2 separate regions of the Strix aluco genome follow, and region 2 is linked to region 1. Evidence: chromatin contacts called from public Hi-C data. All regions are on one chromosome and are shown on one strand. Each heading gives the region's core, a stretch centred on a gene start, on an enhancer-like site or on the middle of the called end of the contact. The rest is flanking DNA. Distances are from core to core; before and after follow the strand shown.

Region 1 (5,628 bases), core at 376-2,875:
CGCACAACAAACATCACTTTCATCACACAAGGAAAATATTTACAGCGGAATTAAAGGTGCGTGAGCACGCATCAGTATGTGACCCGCGGCGGCCGAAGGGGACCCCATCCCCCGACAGACCCTCTCCCATTGCCCCCCCGTCCCGTCGCGGGGCAGCCCCCGGGCCCGCAGCGCCCGCGGCTGGGCCGAGGCCGCGCCCGGAGCGCGCTCCCCCCTCCCCTCCCGCCCGTCATGTGATCCCGCCTGGACGCTGCCCTTGTTTATAAACGCCCGCCGGCACCGCGCATGCGCGCAAGGCCCCATTCATTCAGAACTGCGTAACAGCTCGGCCTGCCCGGGGGGGAGGCGGCGGGAGCGCCCCCCCCCCCCCCCCCCCCCCCGACCCCGCTGTTGCCCCCCGGGCGAAGCCGCCAACCGTGCCGGCGCGGGGCTCACCTGGCTAAAAGTTCCCCCCCTCCTCCTTCCCCAAACAGGCGCTGCTCCCCGCGGCGGGGCAGAGCGCCCTCGCTCTGACAGACTGGGGCAGGCGGGCGTTCCCCGGGGATAAAAAAAAAAGCGGGGGGGGGACACACACCAGCTCTATTTCCCCCGCTTTCGCGGTCTGGCGCCGCAGCTGGAAGACCCCAAGAGGGGCCGGCGGCCCCGCGCACCCCGCGGGTGTCAGCCCAGCAGTGCAGGAGGGTGGCGGCTCCGCCGGGCCGGTGAGGGAAGGCGCCCAGTAAACAATGTCCAGGCTCCCACCGCCGCCAAAAGCCAGGACCCAACGGCCTCCTCGGCTCGGCCTGCGGCCGCCGCCGCTCCCCTCTGGCCCGGCGGACCCCGCCCGTCCCCCGCCGGGGCCTCGCAGCCCCCCAAAAGCGGCAGCTCCAAACTTTATAGCACTTACCAAACCCGTCGCCATTACCAAATTCCCCTCGGCTCCCCCCCCCGCCTCCTCCCCACAATGGAGTCCCGCCCCAGTCTGGCGGTGTTTGGTCGCCGAGTGGTCGAAGGCGACGTTGCTCAAGCCGCAGCCATTTCCTATTGGCTGGCTGACCTGCCTATCAGGAACCCGCCCGGAGGGCGGACATGTTTTGACTCTCCTGCGTAGCAGATTGCACCGCGCCGCACATCAATCACCCCCAGACAGCGCCCCGATTGGCCAATGCCTCCGCCGGCTCGCCGAGATGCATTCTGGGAGCTGTAGTCTTCGCCGCCGCCACCGCCTGCCAACTTGGACGCGATAAGACGACAGCCCCCAGGATGCCCCGCGCGGCGCTCGGCTGATAGTAAACAAGAGTCACAGGGACACGTGTACCGCGCCTCCGCCGCCACGGCCCGCAGCCCCCCGCCCTCCGCCAGGGCCTGCGCTGCGGGGCCGGCCGCCGGCGGCGAGGCTGCCCGCAGGCAGGGCCCCCCACCCCGCAGCAAACCCAAGCGCGGAGAGGCGCTGCCTGACCTGGTGCTGCCGCGGGGGGAGGCAGCGCAGGGGCGGCCTCCCCGGTCTCCTGCGGCGGGAGGACGCTTCTGGCTGTCGCCGCTGCGGGGGAGGCGCGGGCCCCGAGATGGCGGCGGCCTCCGCGGCGGGGCGCTGACTCACGGCAGCAGCGCGGAGAGGGGGACTGGGCCCCAGGTTGGTGCCGGCCTGTAACGATGCCCGGGGGTGCCCGGCACCTTTCCTGATTTACCACCATTCATCAGCGCTCCGAAACGCTGTTACGAAACGGGCCGCGCTCGCGTTTCGCCAAATAAAGGCTGCGGCGTGCAGAGGTGAAAGGAAGTTGCTAAAGGTCAGAGAATGAGTCAGCAGCTGCGCCTGCTCCCGGCTCCAGCCCCTGCCCTCGTTTCGTTTCAGTAAAAAGACATTCACGGTGGCTTAGGTTCAAAATAAAAGGTGCTGGGGAAAAAATAATGGTTTATCAGTCCATTAGTGTTTCCCAGGCATTCCCATACATTTAATTGCCAAAGTACCAACCTGGTTTGTTTAGACATTACAGCTGTGTTACTGACAGAGAAATGAGACTACAGATGCTACAAGAGTTGCCTCAACACAGTACCTCAGACTGCAGGGAGAAGAATGGACTCCTAATCTGAGGCCAAATCCTCATGAAATGCATCGCTATGCATGATCCGATACAAAGCAAATACAGGCAGAATTCAGAAATAATCGATACGATTTTAGAAACTGATGGAGGGTTTCAAGATTTTGCAACTGTTGGGATTTTTCCAAGAAAAACATTTCTTCCTTACCCTATTTTCAGCATCATCCCAATCATGTGAATGTGTCCTAAATCCTGTATCAGAGCTTTTCTTGTAATTTGCTACCTACAACAGTTCTGACTTTCAGGCACGCTAACATAGTTGTGCAAGAAAATAAGCAAAAGTTAACTTTACAATTTAGATTGAAATGGTTCCGTATTTAGAGTTCTCTGCAAGCTTTGTGTCCCATGAAACATGCTGCTAGTGGCCACTAGAGGGAATGCTGGTTTTATTGCTTCCACAGGTCTACAAGGGTAATGCAATTGAAAAGAAAAAAAAAATTAAATCATACACATCGAAATTGTACTTAGCATCACACTCGGTATGCAGATTTCATTAGCACATCAGTTTAAGATCTGGCTTTTCCAAGAAGTAATAATTTGCCTGTTAGTAGAGTCATTGTCATCTGTGGGCACTGTTTGAAGAGAGACATTACTTTCAAAAACATGCAGTATCTTCTGCAGTGTGAATTGGAAATTATTACTTTTTTATATATATATGTGCAAGTTTAGCTTAAAAATAATAAAAATAGTAGAAAAAACAATGCCATGGAATTTAACTAAAAATATTCTGTGCTTAATTGCACAACAAACCAACCCTTTACAGATCATTTTCCCAGTTTGAAAACACAAAAGTTATTCGAACAAATGCCTCCAGGAAAAATCTGAAAATTAATGTTGAGATTCAACTATTAAGCGACTAGACAGCTTATTACAACATCAACTGTCTAACCCTACATCCCACAAGCTCTGATTTTTCCTATGTTTAGAATTCAGGCTTTTCCTAAGTAACTGATAGATCTTCATATAAGGAAGCTTTCATGACATCCTCTCTCTAAAATATATTTTTTAATAAATTGAAAACTGGTAAATCAGGAATCATCTTTTTTACACCACTCCACAATAAAATTAACTTTAAAGCTGTGTTCCTTCCTCCCCTTTCTCTTTTGATCTTCCTTATACATCTAAACAGCCTTTAGGCTCTTTGGAGAGAGACTCCAGCTTCAGGGGTTTTTAATGAATTTTACTGCAGACCCTGCATTTCCAGATCGAGTCTTGGCAGAAGACCTGTATATGCAGATGCCTCCATTCTGCAAATAAGCTACTCTGCTTGTGGTACAGCCACTTACAAGGTAAAACTCACAGTTTACTCTTCTGAAAGCTCCATCTGCTGCAGTGTGGAAGGTGCAGAGTGCAGAGACTGGATCAAGCAGCTACAGAAGATACAAAACCCTGTCTGAAGCCCCATCAGATTTTTCAGAAAAAGACTGTTGGCCTAAAGGTTCACACCTTGTTATGGAGCACGTTTCCCCCCCACTATGTACTTTTTCTACCGAAAATTAAAAGTGTTTTTCCCAAACTAAATGTTAAATCTATTTGCCATGAAGGTTCACAGTTCTCTACATAAAGTTACGCAGGAGTGTTAGGTGTGCAGCCCAGTTTTCTGAGATCCACTGGCCCAAATACCAGATACAGGTCTAGACAAGTAAATACCACTGCTGAATTAGAGCCTTGATATCATACCATCTGTGACATACCCAGAAAGCTCAAAAATATGAATCCTACTTAGGACTGAGATTACCATCTTGTAAAGATGAGTGTCTGAATTGTTTTGAGATTCTAAAAACAGACATTGAACAGCTTTCTTATTTTCAAATCTACCTTTTCTCCTTTGCATACAGTAAATTAACATTTACTCAGTGAGGACATAAAAGAAAATGAGTAAAAGGACAGGTAGGCCATGCAGTGGATGACAGCAGGACACATAAAACTGTATCAAAGCTTACTTACTAACCCCCTTGGTTGAAGTCAAATATGTATCCTCTATATTTCAGAATAAAGAGTATGTCAATGCCATACTCCTTGCTCTGTAGGCCTAGTCTCTAATTAAATTATTACTCCCCCTCCACACACCCTACCTTGTCCTACTCCATGTCCAAAATGAATAGGTGCTCAGAGAATGAATCAATACTGTGTAACATGGACATTGTTGGCAGCTGTGCCAATTCAGTTGCTTCTGCTATTGTAAGAGAGGTAGAAAACAAGGTGGGGGATTGAGAAGTGTTAGTTGTGAGTTCTTGTCACATTATGGATGGCTACCAAGAAGCAGGAGAGACTACACAAGATTATGGATGGCTACCAAGAAGCAGGAGAGACTACACAAACAGAAAATAAAGATACAGACAAATTTGCATCCTGGCTATTTACCTCTTAAAACTGCCAGCCACAAAGTTAAGAAACCACAAGGTAGACTTTAAAAATGCATATTACAAAGCCATATTAGTAAAATATAGATTATATATTAGGTTTGTGCCTATCTCTACTTTTAATCTCTCCTGTCCAAAGCCAATGTCCTGTCCTGCCCTTACGACACAGCTGCTACTGCTGACTCTCTGAAATACAGCATATCATTGTTTTAATTCTGCTACAGGAACTTTCACATCCACACGTAGACATCCACCCTCAGTAATTAACTAAATACTCCCCAGACATCAGAGCAACTCTGCTCACCGGGGCTTCCAGTTCTACCCAACACAGCAGCCTCTGTTCTGCAGCCATTCTGCCAGAGCCTCTCACATCTGTTTTCTCTTTTCACAATGACTTCTGTATCTTCTAAAATTACTTGTACTCATTCCTCTTCTCACAGCCTTCTGTGGCTAGCTGCAATGGTGGCTGGCTCTCTCCACCTTCCTAACAACTCTAGGCATGCCCACCCCCATGTTTCACCTCTTTAATCTCCTCACAGAGGATGCTGTTGGGAACACAGAGCAGAGGAACAGAGGACTTGTTGCTCCCAGGAAAGATAATTTTTCTTGAGTGCTAGCAGGGAAACTTCACTCGCCTCCTGCAGTGGTTCAAGTTGGGGAGAAACAGAACAAATAACAGGCCAGGTATTTTTTTTTTCTTCCAAGACAGATCAGGAATTAATGAGAAATTTATTTCATGTCATTATGGCACAGATTCCAGTTTTAGCTAAACTTTATCACCTACAAAGATAGAGCAAGACAAAAAAAATGACAATAGTATCAGGAAAAAAGAAAGACCTGACATATCAAGAAACAATCCAGAAGACTGACAAATTAAAAAAACCCTCTATCCCAACTCAAAGCTTGCAGAAAAACAAGTCAAGAATAGACTACAGATGTTCTGTAGGTTCCCTCTATGCTGGTTGGTAAATTAAAATGCCAGGGAGTGTTCCTGGGCACTGGAATACAATCATCTGTACTGTAATTTTTTTTAGAAAAGCCCTGGCATAGTTTTTGTGTGGGCCAATAGCAAATAATTTTCGTATACAGTTTGGGAGCTGCCATAGGCCAAGGACTATTCTCAGCTGGCCATCTGCGTGTGGCCACCCCATATGGAAAGCTGGAAAAAAGCTTCTAAGACAGCT
Region 2 (5,649 bases), core at 1,527-4,026, 350 kb after region 1:
ATGGATGTGACACAGATAAAGAATGTGGTAAGGGGCAAAAATCTGATGTAAACGACATCACAGAAGGAAGTTTTGGGAGAAGACAAGGGAGATTTGGATATGAAGATTACTTCAAATCATCCCATAATCATGTTGTCACATTGATGGAACACTCCACAAAAGGAATCCTCAGAAGGAGTTAAGGAGGAGTCAAGTCTGGACAACTTCAAAAAAATCATTTTCTATTTAAGGAGGATGTGGAAAAAGAACAGTTTTCTAGATTGGCATGTAAATAGGACTTTAAGAAGTTTTGCCAATGAAAGAGAGCAGACCAAGCTGGCTATGCAGCAACAAACAAGACAAAGAGGTAAGAAGAGGGAAAACTACAGAGAGCCCTGAGAAAGAAAATGGAAATGTCAACTTTTTTTTGCTATGAAGGGGAAGAAGTAGTAAGAAGATAACTTTGTGTCTATGTGATGGAAGCGGAAAATCTAAGACAGGTTAGTTGCAAGTCCATGGTGGATAATAGCAATAACAGCAATTACCATTGCTACTCCCAGATTTTGTTGGAAAAGAGCACATAGACAAGCTGGCAGAGGGAAGTGTACAGCAAACTCCTGATATACATGTTCTCTTCATGTTTCCAACTGCTTCACTGACTTTTTCCTGCTCCCTGGGAATCCTTTCCCTCCTGAGAAAACTAATGAAAGTAGTTTCATATAGCTTGATTATTGTTAGTAGATGTCAGTATTTACTTTTTTTTTTAAACAGTAAGTAAATAGTTTAATAGTAAGCACTCACAATTAAAAAAAAAAAAGACCTGGTGCTTCTCTCACATGAAATGGCATAAAGCAAGAGCATGCTGAAGTCAGCAGGGGCACACAAGCGTAATCAAAAGGAGAATGTAGCTCACAGTGCAATTACGGATCAACCAGAACATATGTGGAATCAGGTCCAAAATATCTGGATCCCATTTCTGATCTTATTGTTTGCAATTTTCTTGGATATTTACATTTCTATGAAAATCTGTCTGGTGAAAACCATCTTTTCTGAATCATAATCATCTTAAAGTTATACAATTTTGGGGTTGGATTTGTAGATCATCAAATGTCAACCTAAGTGTTAATTCACCAATGGTTTTACAGAAAAGGCTAATTAAGCAGCTTTTTTAATGCTGTACTGATCAGTAGTATGGTCAATATTTAATGTTATTATTTATCCATACACCTAACTAGCAGAGAGCAAGAAGACCATCTTCTCATCATGAAAGAGCCATGATTGTGCCAGAAACCATATTTGCTACCTTGCTCGAAAAGAAGGAATGTTTCCTGTTGTCACAGCACAACTCAAATTATAGCTAAATATGATTCAAAAACATCAAGTATTGACACAGAAGTCCAATTACAATTATAATGAGTATAAAAGCTTTTGAAAAGCATATATATCTTTACATGTCATTTCAGATCAACACCCACTTAAAAGAGGGCTAGGAAGTATTGTGCTATAGAAAAGTATCTTATTCTTCCACTGGAGCAACTGGTTCTGAACAGTAGAGGTAGAGACAGAGATTTAGATGCCAGGGAGTCCCTTCCCACACAGCAATCCCAGCACCTTGAGAACAGGAGGCCTGACTGGAGCAGCAGGTCCTACACTTCGCCGTTGGGTCATCATTCTCCTTATGGCTACTGCAGCTTTTTCAAGTACCCACATGTGTCTTCTACTTCCCCCAAGGTCTCCACCTCGTTACTCCATCTCCTTCCCCCAGCATACGTGCTCCTCTCCTTTCTCCTCCTCACCATGCACACCCAAGGGCCCTGACTCAAGCTTAGATACTGTGTAATCAATAGCTGCTGCACTTGTGCTCTCCCGGCACGAGTGTGGTGGCAGGCAGGCCGTTAGCCGTGTCTGTGTCGCTCCTGAGGGGCTTGTCCTCCGAACCACCTCGTCCTCACGGGCTCGCTCCTCCTCAGAGGAGCTCCCCCTTCACCCCAGGGGCGGTCGAGACCAGGCTGCCCACCCGCCGGGCAGCCGCCCCGCACAGCCAGCCCTGCCCTCACTTCAGCAGTTGTTCGCCATCAGTGCGCCTGCCGGCACCTTCCCCCGAGGCAGCTCCCACAGCCCCGCCGGCGGCGGACACGGCCCGCTGCGGCACAGGGCCCCGGGCTCCTCACGGCCTGGGGAGGCGGGCGGAGGGCGGGAAGCCGGCCCTCCCTCACGGCCGCCGTGCTCCCGGCAGAGCAGCTGACCCTGGGCACTGCACCTCGGGGTTCGTCTGGCCAGGGCCGCCCCTCCCGCCCGGCGGGGGCCGAGGCCACCACCCGCCTCTTCCCGTAACCGCCGCCCGGAGGCGGTGGCCACAGAGAATCGAAACCGGGTGGCCCCCCGCGCATGCGCACAGCGCTCCCGCCCGTCCAGCGGCCGCCGGAGGCCTCGCCCGCTCTGCCTGGCCTGCCGCCGCGCTGCTGGCCAATAGCGGCAGAGCGCGCACCGGCCGCGCGGTGACGTCCCGCGGGCAGCCCCGCCTCTCCCGCCCTCCCCCCGGAATCCAATGAAAGAGAACGTGCAGCACGGGGCTCTGCCCCGCCTCCCGTGATGCCACGGCCCGCTCCTCCCTTCCCCTGCACCGGCCGGCCGGCGGGACCAATCAGAGCCTGCCTGGCGCCCTGGCCCCGCCCCGCCCGCGCAGTGACCTCACGGCACCTCTTTCGGCGGCGGAGACGAGCAGCCAATCAGCGGCGCAGGAAGCCGCGCGAGGTCCCCGCCCCCCGGCCGTAATCCCCTTGTCCCCGCCCCGGCCCCGTTCCCCCTTTCTCCTCTCTCCCCCCGCACCGAGCGCCTGGCGGCGGCGGCGCAGCCCAGTCCTGTCCGTGCGGGCGGCGACGCCTCCTCGGGCTCGGCGACATGGAGTGCGCTGCGGCGGGGGCCGAGTTCAACATCCTCCTCGCCACCGACTCCTACAAGGTGGGCGCGAGCACGGCGGGCGGGAGGGGGGGGTCACCTCTGCGAGCGCCCTAGCGCCGCCGCACCGGACCCGCCGGGCCTGGCGCCGGGGCGCTCCACGCCGCGGGGCGCCGGCACAGACCGTCCCCGCCGGCTCCCTTCCCCTGCCCTCCTGGCCGGGGCTCGGAGGCCCCCCCCCCCACACACACACACACCCCGTCACGCCGCGGCGTGAGAGGGTGCCCGGCCTCGGGGCGGCGCGAGGGGGGCGCCGCGGAGGCCCGGCCGGGGGCTGCCTCCCGCCGCCCCGCGCCGCGGAGGGGGCGGCCGAGCCCGCTCCCCCGCGGGGTGCCCGGGGCCGCGCTGCCGGGGACGCGCCGCTGGCGGCTAGGCGAGAAAAGAAAGTGAAAGCGGGTGGGGTGTGCGCCGCCGTCCCGCCGCCCGGCAGGCGAGGAGCGGGGCGGGCAGGGCGCGAGGGGCGGCCATGGCGGGGGCCGCCTGCCGCCGCCGAGCATCCTCTGGCCTTGCCGGCGACGGGAGCGGGCGCACATGTTGCCTCGGTGGGAGGGTGGAAAGAGAGCAGCGCAGTTACTCTTTTTTTCCGTGTCTCCTTTCTCCCACTTCGCTCAACTCGGGCGGTGAAACTGTGCCGGTTGCTGTCTGCCCACAGTTTCGGACCTGGTTGTGATGCAGAGTGCTCTAAGGAACCGGCTGACTCAAAATACGCATTTTGTAGTCCCTTGCTTCGTTTCTGGTCCTTGCGGTGTCAAATTTGCTAGGCAAGGTGTTTGTCCCGAGTAGGGAATCACACCTCCCAATCCTCCCTTCGTTCCCTGAAATTACTTGACAATAGTGTTGCTTGATAGCAATGGCCAAGTACAGGCGCGCTGTCCGCGCTCCGATCTGGTGATTTCTGACCCAGAAGCTCTTGACATGCTTCACAATGTGAGTATGTCCAGGCCCAAGTCCTACTTCTGCGCAGCGTTGCATTAACATAAGCATACGGCTTCTAGACACTGGGCAGAGCCAGAGTGTGACTCCCCGAGTCTGCTCGTACAGCTGTGTCCTGTGTCTCCTAGACTGAAAAACTTTTTTCCTTCAGAAGCTGCGTTGCAATGTCGAAGAGATTGTTGGTGCCCTAAACAAAGCTACAGGAATAGTCCTGTTTGTCATTATAAAGCATTTATTATGTTATAGCTCTTTAAAGATTTGACCTCTGGGACAGGTTTCTGGGGGGAGGGCACTTCTAGATAGAACAGTTGAAAAAAAGCAAATACGATGTTGTGGCCAGGTCTTGTTACTGGCTAACTACCAAAGTACAAGCCTCAGTACGTGCTCCGATTGCTGACTTGTGCTGTTATACCTTTCCTAGCTCTTCTGTGATGATATTATTATATGATATTACATAAAGATGCTCTTTTTATAAAGAAATTCTTAACATTTATTGTTGCTGTTTGTGGGAAAGTGTGTTGGCAGACTGGAACACGCTGATAATCTTAGAGCAGCTCAGTCAGAGCATCCTAACGCTGCTATTGAGGGCTCGCAAAACTGCTTTCATTAAGGGCTTAATCTAGATACAGCGCTCTTTAAGAACTACGTTTAAGTGTTCGTTATCAAACTTACTCAAATATGGAAGATCTGCTTTTCCTTCATGTCTGAGACTAATCACATCAAATACTGTAGGCCTGGGTTTAAACGGTATCTATTTTAAATCTAATTTGCACATTACTTTTTCTAAATTCATCGGATCTGCTCTAGGATTAGTGGTAGTGAGGAGTGCTGGAGTGACAGGTGACCAGTTTGCTTCTGTTCTGTTTGCTGTTTCATAGGAAAGATGATTTAGTAACATTCCAGAAGTGGTAGAAATCTTAGAGGTCAAATAAAGACCTGTGTTGTGGGTTTTTTTTTTCTCCAGTTTAAAACTGAATTTAGATGAGATTTTTTTTTTTTTTTTTTTTTGTGGCAGCCAGGAGCATTTGGTATTATATTAAAACCAGTTGAAATGTCTGCTTTGCTTTTTTAGGACTATTCAATTTGTCTCTCTTCCTGTATGCTTTTTTTCCGAATCTTAGGAACTCCAACATCTTTGAGCAATACTTAAACAAGTAGTTTCTTTTATCTTGTTAGGTAATATGAGCAAACATCACTTATCTTCTCCCTGGATGATACTGTCATTTCCTAATCAGTGAAACGCACTCAGTGAGAGCGCTTTCAGTAACAATTGCACTAAAATATCTGGTAGTTTGCAACATTTAAGCTTTCTACAGGAGTTACCAAACACTCTTACTAGCAATTAAAAATGAGAATTGATTTTGTGTGGTTTTCTTTTTTTTGATATTTCTGCTGTATCCACAACTGTAGCATCTGTTTGTGTGCAGTACCACATGTAACATGCAGACTCTGAGGAAAAACGTATATCAGTTCAGAAGCTTACTTGGTGATCCTATTGCAGTAGATGCCAATCCATACAAACTAATGTCGGTGATGAAAGTCATGTGGAAATAAACAGCTCGGGGGGGGGAAAAGAAAAAAAGTGGAGACCATCCTAAACAGTACAACCCTAGCTTAGGCAGCTGTCCATGAGTAAAAAGTTCTGGTGTCTCAGGGTCATATCTGTCACAACTCATTAGTTTGAGTGTTAGCTCCAGTGTTCCAGTTCTCTGTTGCTACAGTTCAAAATTTGGGGTGGAGAGAAAGTTGGTTAATGGTTTAGGGCCTATAAAAATGCAG

What was found. A called contact is a pair of places that touch in the nucleus more often than the background predicts.
Region 2: a contact with region 1 is called in a Hi-C map of heart, with 14 times the contacts expected there. The contact joins the promoter of NAMPT here to the promoter of HBP1 in region 1. A contact is called at or near these places in 2 of 2 Hi-C or Micro-C datasets (brain and heart).

Annotation. Positions count from the first base shown.
Region 1 is chr5:73,444,317-73,449,944 of bStrAlu1.hap1, forward strand. It overlaps HBP1 (HMG-box transcription factor 1), which reads right to left and starts at 1,626. Exons shown (of 11, transcript XM_074827784.1): 1 at 1,439-1,626.
Region 2 is chr5:73,792,429-73,798,077 of bStrAlu1.hap1, forward strand. NAMPT (nicotinamide phosphoribosyltransferase) reads left to right here and starts at 2,777. Exons shown (of 11, transcript XM_074827802.1): 1 at 2,777-2,940. The coding sequence starts at 2,881.